Regions from separate parts of the Mus musculus genome. Here region 2 is linked to region 1. The links are chromatin contacts, called in public Hi-C maps. All regions are on one chromosome and are shown on one strand. The core of a region is the stretch at or near the end of the contact, and the rest is flanking DNA. Distances in the headings are between cores, read along the strand shown. Region 1 overlaps Pakap (paralemmin A kinase anchor protein). Region 2 overlaps Pakap (paralemmin A kinase anchor protein).

Region 1 (2,700 bases), core at 112-2,611:
AAGCTTCTGTGAAATTTTCTTCAAGGTGAGTTTTAAATGTATTACATGCCTTGGCTAACTTAGTATGAGTGAATAACTTGGAATTGTGGGATTCATGGCAACTATCTAGCATTGATTGCTCTGTCTCTTTCTCTCTCTCTCTCTCTCTCTCTCTCTCTCTCTCTCTCTCTCTCTCTCTCTTTCTCTCTCTCTCTCTTTCTCTCTCTCTCTCTCTCTCCAGGGCTTTTAAATGATGTGTCCCAGAAAATGTTCCCCAGGAATTGCCATCATTGTCAGGAGAAGCCAGAAAAGTCGGTTACTAACACACGTTTGCCTCTCAGTTCTAAAACACGGTGTGATTAGTTTTCTGACATTAGGACTCATGATGGGTGCCTTCCTTGCCAATCTTAACTGTCTCAGACTTGTATACCTGTACACGCGTGTATGGCAGTGTGCGTCATATGCATCACAGTGCATGTATGGTGGTCAGAGGACAACCTCGAGTATCAGCCCTTGGCGTCTACCTTGTTCGGACACAGGGTCTCTTGCTGTTCTGTGTGTTACTAGGCTAGCTGGCCTGCAAGCCATCAGGGTGTTCCCTGCCTCTGCCTTCCATCCTGACACAGAAACACCACACCCAGTTTTACATGGGGCCAGGTCCTCGCGTGTGGGCATCAAGTGCTTTACCCACTGAACTCTCTCCCCAGCCCAAACTCAAGGTTTAATGACAATAGCAAGCCTGTCACTGTGAACCATCCATATCTGTGCCCTATTCTGAAAGCACCAAAGTGTACCACCCATGCATGCTTTGGGGTCTTTGAGTTTTCCCATCCAGGGCTCTAAATTTAGAAAATAATACAGGTAATCAAAGATTTGCATTAAAACACAAAACAAAACAAAATCCACAAGCTCAGAAACATGAACAAAATCAACATTTAGTTAAATGAGTTCTTGGGTAGTCACTACCTGGCTAAAAATAAATAGACCAGGCCAGCATTTCCAGAGGCCTCTTCAGGTGTGGTGCCAAAGTCAGCATGTCTCCCTCCACTTGACAGGAGCCCTGACAGCAGCGTTCTGTGTTATAACTCTTCATAGGCCCTCAGGTTACAGGATGCTGTCGCTCACAGTCATTATTTGCACCATTAAAAGACTGGGCAGTAAATAGTCTCTGAAAGCCTTATTTATACTTCTCCCATTTTTATAGCAGCCCAGTTAAGAAGCACTCATTAGCGTGTTTTAATATGCCTTCTCATCCCGACAAAATATGAGGAATGCGGTTAAGAAACTTCATCCACGAGGGGGCGCCACATCCCTTTATGTTCTTCTCAGCGGGGAAGCCAACCCTTCTCTGGCCTGGTTCCCAGTGAGGCTACCAAGACACAGGCTGTGTGGGAAATCCACTGAATGACTTCGTTACCTTATTGCACATCACAAAATGGGCTCGTCGGCTTAAATTCAATCCAGAAAGGTTGCCAAAATTCTCGAGCAGCTGCTTCCAAGAGCGAACCTGTGTGTCAACGACTTTTCCACTAAGAACCAAAGTCCGTGAAATTGAGGGATGGGGGGTGGCGAGAACATTTGGAATGGACAAAGGGCCCTGTTTCCAACCCGAAATGAAACACAGCTGGCTTACAGCTGTGCTACCTCCTTCACCGCACATGGAGTCAAGTCGCAACACAGAATGAAGCTTTCTGTGATGGCCTCTGAGCCTCCCCTGCCAGCCACCGGCTACTCGCTTCCTGTATTCCCTTTGATACACACGGACTGTGTATACTCGGGTCCAGTTCATCAGGGAGACGGGTTTCTCCCTAAGTCCCTCATCCACCTCTACACTCTGGCTTCTGATTTTTGTGGGTTTTTTTTTTTTCCAGATCTTTAAGCCATGAAGACATCTGAACTCTTCAATCACAGAAGGTTAAGATTTTAAAATTATACTTGCTTTCTCTGTGATTTATAACTATTTATATTTTCCCACCCTGACAGTTCTCTGCACTGGACCAAGCCTGGGTGCCAAGTGTGCACCAGAGCAGGACATTAAGGTTATGCACAGCGCGTTTCTACTTTAAAACCAGCCTCACATCATGCCAAAAGGCCAGGGACCGCACCCGAGTGTCAAGCAGCCACACAAGTCCCAACTGGGGTGTTTTCACATTTTAAATGCTCACTGCAATTCAAATCTTAACCATAGACTTATAAGCTTAACTTATATTAGTTAAGGGAGCTCTGTACTGCATGTCACTTTGTTCAAATCATTTTACGTTCCTCAGGTTTGTTCTTAACATACTGATTTACCGATTTGGACAGTTCAATTTGAGTGAAGGCATCTATCCGAATGCAGCTAAGACAAGACTGTAAGGTCCATAGTTTGGATCCTATTCATTCTTTGGAAGAGTGGGAAGTACTCCCCTCCGGGCAAACCGGTCTAGTTTTAGACTTGGTACAAAGTGTAGGACAGTCCTGAGAATGTGGGCTTCTGAGTCAGCTAGCATCAGGATCAGGAAGTGGCTTTGGAACTGTCCTTACTCTCTAATGACACTCCCATGTGACAACCCCTCTGACCTCATGAGAAAAGTCTCATTCCCTGGTCCTTTCAACTCTTCTCTGTAACTGATCTTTTGGTCACTTTCCCATATCAGCTGGTGACTTCATCTGTTGGTTCATAGAATCCACATGAAGTGCTGCCGCTATCACCCCGGGTGACTCACACAAGTCCTGTTGCCA
Region 2 (2,700 bases), core at 22-2,521, 230 kb before region 1:
TAGAGTTTACAGTCCAACCCATTCAAAGGAGATCTGCCTCTGCAGGCAACAGTGCAGGAGGGAGGTAGACACAGGAACGACCCAGAGGTACCAAAGAAGAGGCAAGAGGAACATCTTCAAAGCTTCAGTAATACAGGCAACAAGCTGCCATGGAGCCCTACCTAGGCCTGTTGCTATCCTCCTCTCTGAGAGTCCACGTTGTCTGGTCTGTAAAATGAGGGACAATGGGTAAATGCACAAATCTCACTGCTCAGCTGTGAGTGTCAGCATGGATAGGGGCAGAGGTGAGGTCACATAGGAAGGGAGAGAGAGCTGGTGACTACAGCCTCTGAAACGGGTTGGAGACACTTTTATCAAGAAAGAAGTTGAGTCCCTAGAAGAAAGTTGAGCTCCATCTTAGCCACACCCCTTGGCAGAACATTATCACTCTGGTGGGAGGATTTTATTCCACTCCTTCTATTTATAATGGGTACCAGGCACCAGGGCCTTACTGTATAGAATCTAATTGTACACACACACACACTTTTCCTGATGCAACGGTTTTGGAAATGGAGACCCAAGTAAGCCTCTTTGCTCCACGCTTCACAGCGCCTCCTGATGTTTCATGTGTATATGTATTACCTTCTGAAAGAAGGATTAAGTACATTAAAATGTAGACAGAGCCAGACCCTGTGGCACACATCTGTAACTTGGACACTTGGGAGGCAGGGAGGAGATGATCAGACGGCATCTGCAGTGAGTCTGAACTCATAATTCTCCTGCCTCCACCTGCAAATGCCGGCAATGTACTCACGGGCTACACACCTGACTTCGTTTACCATTTGTGTGTGCTATGTGTGTTCATGCATGCATGTGTGTGTGTATGTGTGTGTGTGTGTGTGTGTGTGTGTGTGTGTGTGTGTGTGTGTGTGTGTGTGTGAAGGTAGGGGGAATGCAAAAGCATGCACAGAGCCAGGGGGGCCTTGAGTGTCCTGCCCTATCTCATTCGACTATATTCTCATATTCCTCTAACTAAATGGCCAGCGAGCCTGAAGATGTTCTAGTCTCTATCCCCCTGCCTGCCTACCCACACCCCACCATACACACACAGAGCACTGGGGATACAAGTCTGAGTAACTACACTGCTGCTTCAGGGGTGATATGACTTAGAACTCAGGTCCTCATGCTTGAGTAACAGCCTTCTTCTTCAATGAGCCATTTCCCTATCCCCTTGATCTCTGTGTCATGATTCACTTATCCCACAGGGAAGCCATGACTCAGGATGAACCAATGCTATCCCAGCGTGGCCTTCTGTCCAGTAAATCCCTGAGTCTGTCCCATCGTAGGAGCAGACTGTCCCCTCTCCACAGCTGCCTGACAGTATAATCTCCCTTCTTCATGGAAGATAAGCAACTGGGGCTGTCCGTAGACATTTCCCTTCCAGGAGCTGCTCTTTCCCAGAAAAAGTTGTGCAATGCTCTGTGAGTAACTGAATTCTTCCCCGGGAGGGGGGAGTCAAAAGTCACAGAACTTAATTTTATGAACTATGTCACAGACAATGTCTTAGGAAACCCCCATTGACGTGTTTCCCAAGGTCTGAACAGCCAAATAAAGATTTGGAGAATATAGTATTCTAAATGAGAGCCTTTAGCTGCCACGGTGATCCTGGCACTCGGGAAGTTGAGGCTGGAGGATGGAGACTCTGTCTCAAAACAAAAATGGCTCCCCACTCCCTCCACGGGTATATCAATCTAGTAACTTCCTCACCCACCACACACACACACACACACACACACACACACATACACACACACACACACACACATACTACACACACACACACACACACACACACACACACACACACACACACAGGACCAAATTCATTGATTTGGACTCAACTCTCTGTTTTTTTGTAAAATACATCAAAGCTTCAAGTGAACTTAAAAAAAATAATAATACCTTGGACTTGTTAAATCTAGGCTTCTGTAAGCAAAGGTGCCATACCTTCTACCAATGCTCCGTCTGAGCCTGGTTACCAGGATACATTTATAATTTAAATAAGATACACGTTCTTGACTTCAAACCTGACTCCGGTTGTAGTTGCAATTCCAAGTTAGGGGGAGCACCTAGAATCTTGTCTCTGGTCCACAGCTCTTCTCCCCAGAGTACATGTAGACCATCTCTGACACACTACACTCTCTGAGGTTCAGGCAGCCAACTCTGCGGGGCCACAGAGGGATGTCCACCTCCTTCCAACAGTGACCTTATGGCTCTCAATGGCAGGAAGGAATCCCTATGGCAGAAGGAAGGCAGAGCCTGCATGACAACCAGAGGCAGAGGGGCAGGACCAGCAGGGAGCCATGGACACAGCCCTTGACCTTTCCCATTGCCTTCTAGACAGGAGAGCCTGACCCTGTCTGCTTTGTTTTTCTTAATTTTATTGGTATTTTTTAAAATGATTTATGTACATTAATGTTTTGCCTGCATGTACATCCATGTGAGGGTGTCAGGTTCCCTGGAACTGGAGTTACAGACAGTTGTGAGCTGCCATGTGGGTGCTGGGAATTGAACCTGGGTCCTCTGAAAGAGCAGCCGGTGCTCGTAACTGCTGAGCCAGCCTCTCCAGTCTTCCTTCTCTGTTTCTAGGCCATTTCTCCTGCCTGGCTGTGGGGTCACTACATCAGAGCCCTGTAGCTAAGAGCCAGATAGTCAAACTAA

The links. A called contact is a pair of places that touch in the nucleus more often than the background predicts.
Region 2: a contact with region 1 is called in a Hi-C map of ventricular fibroblasts, with 3 times the contacts expected there. The contact joins two enhancer-like sites. A contact is called at or near these places in 2 of 484 Hi-C or Micro-C datasets (adipose-derived mesenchymal stem cells and ventricular fibroblasts) and 1 of 115 datasets of contacts at active chromatin or transcription factors (vascular smooth muscle cells).

Annotation. Positions count from the first base shown.
Region 1 is chr4:57,606,357-57,609,056 of GRCm38.p6, reverse strand. All of the region lies in intron 2 of Pakap (paralemmin A kinase anchor protein), which reads right to left. Among named protein-coding and RNA genes, the nearest start is that of Gm52699, 14 kb to the left of the region's middle. Within about 2 kb of position 1,361, at least 78 of the 459 cell types and tissues checked have an H3K27ac peak or open chromatin away from gene starts, as enhancers often do. A contact at or near this core is called in adipose-derived mesenchymal stem cells, where this site is marked.
Region 2 is chr4:57,838,177-57,840,876 of GRCm38.p6, reverse strand. The region is part of intron 7 of Pakap (paralemmin A kinase anchor protein); the gene reads right to left. Among named protein-coding and RNA genes, the nearest start is that of Gm26138, 38 kb to the left of the region's middle. Within about 2 kb of position 1,271, at least 59 of the 459 cell types and tissues checked have an H3K27ac peak or open chromatin away from gene starts, as enhancers often do. A contact at or near this core is called in adipose-derived mesenchymal stem cells, where this site is marked.